2 separate regions of the Mus musculus genome follow, and region 2 is linked to region 1. Evidence: chromatin contacts called from public HiChIP or PLAC-seq data. All regions are on one chromosome and are shown on one strand. The core of a region is the stretch at or near the end of the contact, and the rest is flanking DNA. Distances in the headings are between cores, read along the strand shown. Region 1 has its middle 27 kb from the start of C1qa. Region 2 holds the start of Zbtb40 (zinc finger and BTB domain containing 40).

Region 1 (6,555 bases), core at 1,093-3,592:
ACTAGATTTGCAGGTGCTTTGGCTAAACAGGGCACTCCCCTCTCTTGTCCAGGACCAGTCCTTCATTGGTTCATAAGGGAAACCGTATATCTACCATGGTAAAATGTAAGTGCAGAAGCCCAGGGTCCTGTGGGGTTTCAGAGAAGGGGTTATATAGCTCTGAGTTGGGGGAAGGGTGGAGAGATTGAGAGCAGCATTCTAGAGTTGGCCCAGGGGGTGAGGAGGGAGGGGGACAGGAGAGGGGACACTCCTCTAAGAAAAGTCACACATGGCTGGCCAAGGAAGGTCCAAGTGCTAATGAACCTGCAAGATCTTCTGGTGGCCAGTGAGGTTACATGAGTTGCCGAGGACTGAGATCAGGAAATAAGCGGAGAGATGAGCAGGATTACACAAGAAAACTGTGCATGGGGTCTTGGTTACCTCTTCCGGTATTTCCTTTGGCTCCTGGTCACATTCCTATTGAGGTGGGAGAACTGTGTCAGTTTTGTCTGTACTGAGGAATCCAGGAGACAGTCTTCCAGGACTTTATTTACACAGGAAAGTCCCAAACAGGCAAAGCTTGCTGAAAAGAGATGGATTTTGATGGGGGTGGGGGGAGTGCAGACACTGTTTATGAAAGAGGAGGTGTCCTGGGCCCTTGCTCAAATGTCTCCCTCTGTCATTTTGCTGGTGGCATCTAGAAAGGAGGCTGCAGTCGAGGTGGGGGGTGGGGAGGGGAATGACGAAAAGGACATTTTATAAATGCAAGTACAAGGTGATGTGTGGCCTGGACCATGCCTCTGATGCTGTGTGAGCTTAGGAGAGTCCTTGACCTTCTTTGGGCAAGCTTGGGGTATTTTAGTTAATAAACAAGGGGTGAGAGATGAGGCACCAGATTACCTTAAACTCCTTAGATTCTTTAATGAGGGGAAGGGGGATTATCCCCCGTCTGAGCCTGTGATTTGGCTGTCTTCTCTCTCCAGCCTGTGACCATCCCGAGGGCAAGGATTATCTTATTTATTCTGGAATCGACAGACCCAAGTGCAATGTCTGTCACAAAACAGGTGCCCGGTAAGCATCCACTCCCCAAACATGGGTCGCTACCTGCTGGCCAAAGCACTGTGTAAGTCACACGAGGGACTTGAAAGCAAGCACACTGGTAACCACGAGTCAGATAAGCCCTTCTGCGGGGAGCGTAGCAAGCGCAGAAACACCGGTGGGTGTGGTAGCCTCAGCAGAGTCTCCTCCTGTGGTCACCTGTGGCTGAGCCTTTGGGAGACGTGGAAGAAGGAATGCAAGGCCACAGATCCAAAGGATGGATGGAAGGATGCTGGGAAGGGTGGTGGCATGGAGGTGGGAGAGGCAGGAGAATCAGACTGTGCGGTACGGGGAGCCAGGTAACGGCTTCACATGTGAAGGGAACCTGTTTGCATGGTGGTGATCATGGACATAGCAAGATCTGCCCTATGGTCTTTTAAAATTTTTTTAAACTTTATTTTTTTAAAAACAGTATTCATTTATTTATATGAGTACACTGTAGCTATCTTCAGACACACCACAAAAGGGCATCCGATCCTATTATAGATGGTTGTGAGCCACCATGTGGTTGCTGGAAATTGAACTCAGGACCTCTGGAAGAGCAGTCAGTGCTTTTAACCACTGAACCATCTCTCCAGCCCCTACAAATTTAAAACTTTCATTTCTTCTTAAAGAATCATTATTTTAGACAGTGTCTTACTGTGTAGACCAAGTTGGCCTTAAACTCACAGAGATCTACCTGCTTCTGTCTTCTGAGTACTGGCATTCAAGTTATGGCCCACCTCACCTAGACAGAATTATCATTAATTTTTAATGATGTGCATGTATCTGTATACGTGTGTGTGAGTATGCATATGTGCACATGTGTGAATGCCTGCAAAGACTAAAGGCACCAGGTCTTCCAGACTGAGAATTGGAGATAATTATGAGCCAACCAACATCAACATAGATGTTGAGAACTAAATCTATGTATATGTGTGCCCAAGCCATGATGCGCCTGTGAGGATCAGAGGACCATTTGCAAGAATAGGTTCTCTCTTTTCAATATGTAGATGTGAGGATTAAATTCCAGTCACAGCAAGCTCCTTTACCTTCTGGCCATCTCTCTGGTCCCAAATTAGTGTTTCTAAAAGTACTATTTTTCTGGGATTGTGGGTGAGGGGTGCCAGGGAGAGACACAAGGAAGTTCCCCTAGGGACCTGAAGGACATGGAGCCCTGCCCTTCTACCTGGGGCTCAGACTTGCTGGTCTATTACAATGCAGTCTGAGAGCGCCTCTGGATTCCAGGACCCGGGACAGCTCTCCTCCTCGACCCAGCACCTTGGACAGCGCAGCTCTAGCTATGTCACAGAGCCAGTTCTTTGAGCCCTTTTCTGAGACAAGGGGCCTTCCCAAGGCACCCCAGAACGCTGTTGATTAAAACAGAAACAGCAACAAAATATGTTCCTTTTCACATCTTATTTTATTTTGCAGAGAATGGGGTATGGCAAACATATGTGCTACAATGGGTCCCGGGTCTCAAACTTCGGCTGTGAGGTTTGGCGGCAGTTTTACCCACTGAACCTTTTTGGTGGCCCCCTAACAGAATCTAAATTTTAGAGCAGTGTCAGGTTCACAAGCAAGTTGACTGGGGAATAGGGTCTGCCTCTACGGATCCTGTGTGGCTTTGTTCATGTTTGTTTTTAATTTTTAAGGATTCATTTTGTGTCTGTGAGTGTCCTGTTTGCACGTCTGTATGAGCACTACATACCTGGTGCTTCAGAGATCAGAATAAGACATCCGGAGTTACAAAGTGCTTGTAAGCCTCCGTGTGGGTACTGGGAATCGAACTTGGTTCTTCTGTAAGAACAGCAAGTGTCCTAAATCATCTATTCTGCCCTGTGTTGTCCTGTGAAGCAAGGTCTTGGGATACAGCTCAGTCTGGCTCCGTACCCTGCTCAAGTCTCCTTAGTGCTGGCGTTATAGGCAGATGCCCCCACATCCAGCTCCCTCTAGCTTTCAACCGTTTTTACTTTAAATGTTTATTTTATTACTTAATGCATGTGCGTGTCATATTTGTGGTACCCACAGAGACTACGAGAGGGCACCTGATTTCTCTGGAGTTAGAGGTCGTCGTGAGCTGCTTAGTGCGGATTTTGGAACTGAACTATCCGCGGCAAAAGCAGCTGGTGCTCTTAACCACCGAGTCATTTCTCCAGTCTCCAAACATTTTTCTTTTTTAATCATAGACTATTTTGACACACAGGAGTTGGACGACCTGGAAAAAAAACAACAGGAGTATATGTGTCCACCATCAAGATTAAGGACATTTTGTTTTATTCTTTTTTGCTGTATTTGTTTCAGTTCTATCTTTTAAAGAAGAAAATTAGTGAAATACAACAAATAGACTTCGCTGAAGCCAGGGTTTATCTGTCCCACGTGTTCTGAGCTGTCATTACCCAGTTATTCATCCAAAACCTCGGCATCCCGTTGCGACACACGCATCTGAGGCTTACACAAACGAGATGACACCCGTGCATGCTCCGTTGTCATTCACTCCTCTCTCCATGTGATTCATCCGCGAGACTCCTGTTGATCTGGTTACTCGCGTTAAATGGGGTAGATTATTTCATTGTACTTGTTAAGCCGTTTGTTTTCCTGATCCCCTGCTGAGAGGCAACCCGCTTCTCTTTGCTTTTCTGTTCTGTGTTAGGCAAGGATGGATACCCTTAGATTGCATGTGAGTGGCAATCCCTGCTGGTGGGGCTGGGGGTGAAGTTGAGCTGTAGACAACTGGCCTAGCGTTATTGGAGAAGGAAATTTATCCCACTCTCCACCAGTCACAGTTGATGCCCCACTGGGTGCCTTTTTTATCTGTAGGTGGCTTTGTTCCTCTGCTTCTGTGAGTACTGGGTGGCAAGGGATCCCAGCTGCCCTCCCTGGGCTGTCTATGAATTTGTGGGTGGCCAACAGCTTGTGACTAAACACGAAGCGACAGAAAGATCAGCTACAGGCTCACTAATGCTCCAGTGCCTCATGTGATCATCCTAATGTGAATGTTGTAAGGAGAACACCGTACTGCCCTGCAGTTCCCCATGAATCACCTGTGCACAAATCTCCTTCCCAGGGCCTGCAGAGGCTCCAGCAGCTATTGCAGCATGCATTCATAGTGATGTCGGGCAAGCCTTAGACCTGCTCATCCTAAGGTTTACTAAACGTTTCCGAGCTGAGTGTGGTGGAGCTGTATCTTAGCACTTTCAAAGTGAAGGCGGGAAGATTAAGAGTTCAAGGTCATCCCCTAATAGATAGGCAGTTCAAGGCCAGCCTGGGCTACAGGAGCCCTCATCTTGAGACAAACACCAACAAAATTTCCCTAAGCATTTTTTCAAATGACTCTCCAGAGTTGCATGCCAATTTGCATCCCCCCATGGTGTGGCAATTTGCATTCCCCCAGCAGTCTATAAACAGAGCTGTTTCCCCCATTCCATCCATCCGTAGCTGCTATGAAGCGGATGCTCTGCTCAGATTGATGGCGTCTGCGGCCTCATTACTGTTCTGCTTTGCATTTCTGTGTTTATTGCTTGAGAATCTTTGTAATATCTTTATTGACTATTCAAATCTCTTCCTCTGTTGTAGATCTACCTCTGCCCCATATTCCCATTTCTTTAGGGAATGGGGGGTTGGTAAAATGATTCCGAGGTTTTGTTATTGTTTATTTTTTGTTTCCTCAGTCCTAGATATGGACCCAAGGCCGCATGCCTGCTAGCCAAGCACTGCCATGGAACTACATCCCAAGTCCTTTGGATTTTAAAAGGGTTTCTTTATCCTGTGTGTGTGTGTGTGTGTGTGTGTGTGTGTGTGCGTGCGTGAAGTTTGCACACATGACACAGTGCACATGTAGAAGTCAAAGAACGATTTTTAGGAGCTACATTTTTCTTCTCCCTTGTGTATCCTGGGGACCAAACTTAGGATGCCAGGCTTGGGGGCAAGTTTTATAACCCACTGAACCATCTCACTGGCCTTTGGGGGAGGGGGGAAACACCTTAACAAAATTTGGAAACAAAAGCCTATTCTTATTGAGTTGGGAATGTAGCTCAGTGATAAAGAGCTTGCTCAGCTCCATGCCCAAGGCTCTGGGTTCGATACCCAGTACCACCACCAAATAAATAAATAAATAAATAAATAAATAAATAAATAAATAAATAAATAAATAAAAGTTAGTCTACTGAGACAAACTCTTGTTGGGCAGCTCAAACTGGCCTTTCACTCATGCTGTAGCCCAGGCTGGCATCAGAGCCTCCTGCTTGTGCCTCCCATGTGCTGGGATTCAGGCAAGCACTTGCCTAGCTAGCTAGCTAGCTATTTACTAATTGTCCTGTAGAAGGTCTGGGACTTAGTGATTAAGCCTCATCATGTTTTCTTGTATCATTTATGCTCTACACACCTTGCCTGTGCTTTCTCTTCCAACTCTGTTTTCTTTTGAATTCCTTATTAGCTCATACACACACACACACACATATATACATATACATACACATAAACACACACACACATACACACACACACACACACACACACACACACACACATATGACTATGTCACCCTCGAATTGATTCTGTGCATAGTGTGAGCTGGGACTGCCTTTTGCCTCTTCTGCAGTGTCCAGTTGTCCTGACTGTCATCCTTAAATGGAACCTGGCTGTGCCCTCGCCATGGTCAATCTCTGCTGTGTATCAGACTCTGTTCCAGAGGCCGGATTCTCTATTCTTTTCATATGTTGATCTCTGGCTGGGACCAGATCAGACTCTCCCACTTGCACTTTAGATGTCGGCCAACACTGCTCTCAGGTGAGTTCCCTTTCTGCCCCTCCTTGTTCCTTTTCAAAACCATCTTGGCTATTCCAGGTTCTCTCTTACTCCGCACACATCTTGGGCTGACCTTGTCACACTTCTGGGAAGACGCTGGTGTGCCTGTTATTCAAAGTGCAAGGTACAGCATACCGACACAACCAACCCTGCCTTTACAAGATTCCCCACCCCCACCTTGCTTCTTTCCCCCTTTGTATTCCATGCTTCCTGCCACCGCTTGCCTAGAAAATCAACCAGCCAGCCCTTCTCGGCGTTTCATGCCAACCAAAATGCTTTTTTCCTGCAGGAAACCCTCGGTGGCAGCCCCAGACATCCTTCTCTCTGGCCTCCTCCCTCTTGTGCCTATTTCTGGGATGCTCAGCATGGCAGATATTCTTTGAACTGAGTGGGGACTCAGTTTGTGGCCCACAGGTATAGCCTGATGATTGGTGTGTAAGGATGAAGTCTGGGTCCTTTCCTTCTAGACAACAGCAGGAGCCACAGGGAGGGGTTCTGGGGTTTGGAGTTTCCATCAGGTTTGGTTTCGAACGAGGCTCTTTGTTGCATAGGACACAGGTCCCTCCGAGCATGCCTGCTCCCCACTGACTCCTTTGTTCTAACTTTCTCACTCAGAGGGAGTTATAGAGCGGGGAATCCCCATCCTCAGCCTTCACTTGTTCATCTCTATCAACAGGGGGGCATCTTCCTCTA
Region 2 (6,555 bases), core at 2,162-4,661, 120 kb after region 1:
GCAGGCCTGGGTTCCATTCCCGACACCCCTCAAAATTCAGGTGTCTCCGACTGAGGAACACACACACTCCAAGCTTAAAACACTAAAACGATTAAAAACTTTCTGTGTAGACAATTGTCTAGCTTGGTTTTAAAAACGAAATTCTGGGTTGATGAGATGGCTCAGTGGATTAAGGGTACCCGCTGCCAAGCCTGTCATCTGAGCTCAGCCTCTCACGGTGGCACAACATAGGGGAGAAGCAAGCCCTGTAAGCTGTTCTTCCTTCTCAGTCACACTGCTGCAGTCAGGCTCCCACACTGACCGGCTACACTCTCCTCTCTCCCAGCCTCCTCCTTCCCCCGTCTCTGTCTCTCTCTGTCTCTGTCTCTGTCTCTGTCTGTGTGTGTCTCTCTCTCTTTCTCTCTCTCACACACACACACACAATTAATTTAATTTTTAAATAGCTTAGAAGAACAATTAAATTCCACTTGAGAAAGCTGTTCTCTATTTAAACACTAGTAAAACTCTGTCTCCTCCCCCTAAAAAAAAAAGATAGAAAACCGACGCCTATCCTGACACCCCTCATTTTGCTAGTAACATCTGGATTTGTACTGTTATTTAATACATCTGGGACCAAATTTGGGCATTTCCAAACAGATTTAATTACCAGCAAACACACTGTATCCCAGCACTCCACACTGAGGCAGGAGGATAGGTTGCTTTACCAGTTCATGACCAAGAAGACCCCCACCCCAAAAAGAAAACTTGAACTATTAGGATTTTTGTTGTTGTTGTTGTTGTTGTTGTTTTGGAAGCCGCACTGTCCAGACTGTAAGAGCAAACAAAAGCACTCTGGGATGCACCAAGCCACCCAGCTCTGAGCTCTTGGTGTGAAACAAATTCCCGGGTATTTGTTTAATGAATCCTCAAAAATGTGTATATTTACGAACCTATGGATACATGAAGCTGTGGCATTGGCTAGTAGCTGAGGCCACAAGATCAAGGTGTGGCATGACTCTTGTGGACCTCACAAGCTTGCAGGAAAGACAACAGACGGAACACAGCAGGGCATGATCTGTTTATTGCGGCTCCACACTCCCTATGCATAAACCATGTAACACCAGCCATCTCCCCCTGGGTAAAATGTTAATCCTAACACTATCTGTGTCACAGGCTGACAGTTCATATTAAGCCTTAGTGCCAGTACCTGGCACAAAGAAATTGCTCAGTGAGCGTTAGCTACTTATTTAATTGCTAGGATGCTATGAGATAGGTATCTGAAATTATTCATTCTTGCCAGACAGGCAGGGTGATGTACAACTGTAATTCCAGCATTTGGAGGCTGAGGCAAGAAGATCTCAAGTTAAAGGTGAGCCTGGGCTGCACAGCAGGCCTTTTTTTTTTTTTTTTTTTTTTAAAGAAGGAGAATTATTTCTGTGCACCTATACATTACCGAAGCCCTTTGAAGAATTTAAATTCCACAAAGAGGCAAAAGTCGTGGTCCTCTTGTGTAATAACACATTTCTAGGAATCATACCTGCACATAGTAGAAGCACCTGAACAACTGATTAAACTCATGCAAGCATAGGTGTAAAAAACAAAAAAAACCAAAATAACTGTTAAATGGGTCATGGATAGCTGGGCGTGGTGGCGCACACTTTTAATCCCAGCACTCGGGAGGCAGTGGCAGGTGGATTTCTGAGTTCGAGGCCAGCCTGGTCTACAAAGTGAGTTCCAGGACAGCCAGGGATACACAGAGAAACCCTGTCTCGAAAGAAAAAAAAAAAAATTGGGTGATGGAGCTTGGCAAGAGGCACACGCCTGTAACCTCAGCACTTGGGAGGAAGACTGGAGGAGCAGGAGCTCTAGACCAACCAACTGGAGATATGTGTGTGTGTATATATATATATACATATATATATATACACACACACACACACACGTACATATACATATATATGTATACACATACGTATATACATGTGTATATACACATATATACATAAATGTGTATATATACACACACAAATACATATATGTATATGTATTTATTTCCAGGCCAGCCTATATATATATACATATACATATATATATATATATACATATATATACATACATATACACACACATATACATATACACACACACACAAATACATATATGTATATGTATTTATTTCCAGGCCAGCCTATATATATATATATATATATATATATATATATATATATATATATGTATATATATAATATGTGTGTATACATATACACACACACAAATACATATACGTATATTTATTTATTTCCAGGCCAGCCTGGGCTACATGAGGTCTGTGTCAAAACAAGCACAAGACAGAATGGGAACCTGTCACCGAAGAACCATGTCTACATTGAGCATAATTTATGCCAAGCACTGAAAATTTGCACTTCCTAACCCTAACCCTACATTGATTGCTTAAACAGCTATAACCCACACCAAGATTTGGATACAATTCCAAGGAAGAGCACTCCCAGAGGGAGAAAACTTACAGTTTGAGGTAATGTGACCTAGGCTATCATACAAGGGGGATTTCCCAGCGACAGCCTCACATTGCCAGCCCTATAAGCTAGCACACCCTAATCACACTTCACGTTTTGTGCAGGGAAAATACACTGCAAAGCTACGTAGAGACATAAAATAGATGGCCAATTGCACACACTGGGCGGGTGATAGCTTTGTAAGGAATGAGAGACCACTAGCTTGACGGCATCATGGAAGCTAGTCACATATCGTGTCAACTGTGCCTCGGGCCAGGATTGGCAAACTTCTGTAAAGCGCCGGAGAGAAATGACTCTGGCTTTATGGACCTTTCCATCAAAGCCGAAAAGCAGCCGGGGCAACTGCGCGCACTCCCCCGCCCCGCGGCAGGCGAGCGGCCGGACAACCCGTTAAAAAGAAAACAAAAAACGACCATAGCTGCGTCTCCGTGCAACTTCACTGCTGGGAGCTGAAGTTTTATTTCCCACGACTTCTATTTCCCCGCAACTGTTTTACAGCGGATAAACAAAAGCTGAGAGCAGAGATGGGAGGGAGCCCTCTGGGCCGGGGCGTCCGCAGCACAGCCCGGGAGCCGGGGAGTGAGGGCCGCAGATGCCAGGCAGTGTCCCGCGTCCTTCCACGGGACGCAACAACCTAGGCTGCGCCCGAAGTGAGGGCTGTTCCCGGGGGCCACGTCCCGAGGACAGCGGACGGCGGCGGCTGTGACCGACGCGAGCCAGGCGGAGCTCGCTCCGCGCATCCCCTGCGTCCCCCAGGGGTCCTGGGGCGCCCCTCACTCAGGGAGTCTCGGGAGCCTCCGCCGCGACAGGGGTCTCCGCGCAGAGTCCCAGCGCCGTTTCTATGGTTACCTGCTCAGCACCGATTCAAACTGCCGTTCTTTATTGACAGCGCCATTGAGGACACGAACACTCCTGCCCGAAGGGAACAATAAAGCTTTCTCCATTCAACAGCGCTGGAGACGCCAAAAGGCAGCCATCTTGGGGCCGGGGAAAACGCCGAGGGCCGTAGCCCGGATGTGCGCACGCCGTAGTCACGTGCTGGGGGACGGTCTCGCGAGAAGGCTGTCCCTGCATCACGTGCACGCTTTCTACCAATGGCAGGCTTCCAAGTTTGGAACCTGGTCTGCTCTTGACCTTTGACCTTCGCCTCACAGTACCTTGGGAGATGTTTCCTTAGCATGTTCCATAGCATGATCCATCCCTTACCTAGCCACTTCTGAGGTTTGCTGCGAAGAGACGACAAAGATTTCTTTCCTTCTTTTGTAACAAACAGTCATGTGCAGGGCGAGAACGAGACTGATTTCTGGACTGGGCTTGGTATGGGTGTACACGGGGTTTCTTTTGCCATTATCCTCTCACGTTTTAACCTATAGCACCACACGCTGGTTATGAACCCCGAGTCCAGTGTCCTGGCAGTCAAATGGATGTGAATCGGATCCAGTTAACATGAGCCCCATTGGCACTGGTCATGAGAGCTGTCCCTGCATCACATGGAGACCCATTTGTCCGAGATCCAGGCTTCTCGTTGCTATGTCTAGCTCCCAATGTGATTACAGCTGTTCCATGGGCAATGACAATATTCAGTCGTCCCCAGCACTGTCGCTGTCAGCTCGACTTGATGCAATACCTTTAAAACAGAAACCGAACCTATGGAGCAGAGCTGTCACTCAAATTTCTGTCATCTAATACTGTGACTGCAGTTTGCAGCTACTGCTGAAGATAAATAATTAGAACACTCTGGGTCATTAGAGCACTCTGGGCAGCTGTTCTAGTTAATTTTTGTTGTGATAAAATATCCTGAACCCCCTCCCCCCCCAAAAAAAAGTCTAATGAGTCAGGCTTAGTGACCCATCTTTTAATCCTGGTGCTTTGGAGGCAGAGGCAGGCAGATCTCTGAATTGTGAGGCTACCTTGATGTGTGTGTGTGTGTGTGTGTGTGTGTGTGTGTGTGTGTGTGTGTGTGTGTAGTTTCAGGACACCCAGAGCTACATAATAAGACCAGGAAGAAGGAGGAGGACCAAGGGGGGAAAGATTTTTTTCAGCTTACAATTGCAGGTTAGTCCACCACCTTGGAGAAGTCAAGGCAAGACAAAGACTTCAAACCACTAATCACACCACATCCATAGAGCAGAGAGAAGTGAATGCATGCATGTTCTTGCTTGTGCCCAGTTGGATTGCAGGCACAGTTCAAGACTCCTTGCCTGGGGAATGGGGCCACCCACAGTGGACTGAGTATTCTGACATTGGTTTACTCAAGATACCCCCACACACACACACACACAGGGACCAAACCAATGTAGACAATCCCCTAGGGAGACGCTTCCCAGGAGATTCTAGGTTGTGTCAAGCTGACAAGGTGCCACACCATGTTCCCTGTCGGTGGTTTGTCAGCACTCGGCCACTACCTTCTTGCCACAGTCAAACCAGTATCTGATAGGGCCCTACCAGGTGCACGGTCACCTGGCCACTGTTACCCACACAGATCACCATCAGCATCAGATTTATCATTTCCGTAGCCTCTAGACTTTCACCTATGGCTGTTGGGAGGACTGATCCCCCACTTATAGCAGGAGCCCCTCCCCCCCAATGTAGAGCTGACAGGTTTAGGAAATACCTATGACAGTGCTCAGCACATAGGTGCTCCACAAGTAAGTACTAAATTATAGTGTTTTTAAAGAACAATGTGGCTACTGGCCACTGTTCTGCATAGAAATGGAGGTGACTTGCATCTCAAGCAAGTTTTAAGCACCTCTGCTAAGCCAGGTTCTGTATTACACAAGGATTAAAAGGAGGGATCACAAGAAAAGAGGCCACTATGCATACATAATTTTCGTGACAGTGGTTGCAGAGAATAGGTTCTTTTTCAGTGCTGGGAATCAAACCTAGATCTTGCAAATGATAGTCACGGGCTCTTCCACTGAGCTACATCTCCCAATCCCAAAAGTAGGATATTTGAAAGCTTCCCCCGCCCCTTAATTTAAAAGGAATATATGGTATCAAGCAAAATATCTCAGCAGGTAAAGTCACTTGCCACTAAGCCTGATAACTTGAGTTTCTTCCCTGAAACCTTGTATACGAAAAGAAGATAACTGATACCCACAGATTGTCCTCTGACCTTCACACACACTGTGGCACATGTCTGCCCCCAGGCAAATAAATAATACACACGTGGTGAAAAGACCACATGGCCAGGGAGATGAGGCAGTGAGTCAAAGCTCTTGTCACACAAGCCTAACCTGAGTTCCATCGCCAGCACCCACGGGGAAGGACAGAACCAACTCCAGGTGAGTTGTCCTCTGACCTCTATATGTGTGCATTCACACACATGTATGCACATCATACACACATAATTAGAACAACAAAAATGCCTTCCCTAGGATTCAAGTGCACACGCATGGAGGGAAGCAGAGAGAAAAATGGAGGGAGAGAAGGGGGGAAGTCAGTGAGCCTTATCTGCAGCTTCCAGGTAACATTTGCTTGACACGTGACACTGAGCATCCCTAAGAACCTGAAGTCCAAAATGTTTCACAACTCAGAAGAATTTCCAGTGACAATATACAGCCATAAATAGAAAAATTCCACACCAGGTCTCACGTGGCAAATTGCAGTTAAAACATGGGTGGAGGGTCTAGAGCCTTGGCTTAGAGGTTAAGAGCATTGGCTGCTCTTCCAGAGGACTTGGATTCCACTTCCAGTAGCCACAAAGGTGGCTCACAGCCATCTAACTCCTGTCCAAGGGATCTGATGTCCTCTTCTGCTCCCCTCAGGGACCAGGTACCCACATAATACACAGACATACATGCAAACACACACACACACACACACACACACACACACACACACACACACACACGAGTACACTGACAATCTGATTTTAAGTAGCCTTCAGTCTAAGAGGCACCCATGACTTTCACGTTTACATGTGACCCAATCCACTATGGCAAATATTCCAAAATCTGAAATTCAAAATAATTCTAGTCCCAAGCATGTTCAACTTGCATCAGACATTTTTAAAAAAAAATAGCTTTTACTTATTTACTCG

What was found. HiChIP or PLAC-seq counts read pairs in DNA pulled down with a chosen protein or histone mark.
Region 2: a contact with region 1 is called in an H3K4me3 HiChIP or PLAC-seq map of craniofacial prominence, with 2.5 times the contacts expected there. The contact joins the promoter of Zbtb40 here to the enhancer-like site in region 1. A contact is called at or near these places in 3 of 39 promoter capture datasets (the 3T3-L1 cell line, the HPC-7 cell line and stem cell-derived epiblast-like cells), 1 of 484 Hi-C or Micro-C datasets (nephron progenitors), 4 of 115 datasets of contacts at active chromatin or transcription factors (craniofacial prominence, embryonic hindbrain and embryonic stem cells) and 3 of 9 other capture datasets (adipose tissue, liver and pancreatic islet).

What each region holds. Positions count from the first base shown.
Region 1 is chr4:136,922,394-136,928,948 of GRCm38.p6, forward strand. No RefSeq gene overlaps it. Among named protein-coding and RNA genes, the nearest start is that of C1qa, 27 kb to the left of the region's middle. Within about 2 kb of position 2,343, at least 22 of the 459 cell types and tissues checked have an H3K27ac peak or open chromatin away from gene starts, as enhancers often do. A contact at or near this core is called in craniofacial prominence, where this site is marked.
Region 2 is chr4:137,045,284-137,051,838 of GRCm38.p6, forward strand. Zbtb40 (zinc finger and BTB domain containing 40) reads right to left here and starts at 3,412. Exons shown (of 19, transcript NM_198248.1): 1 at 3,363-3,412.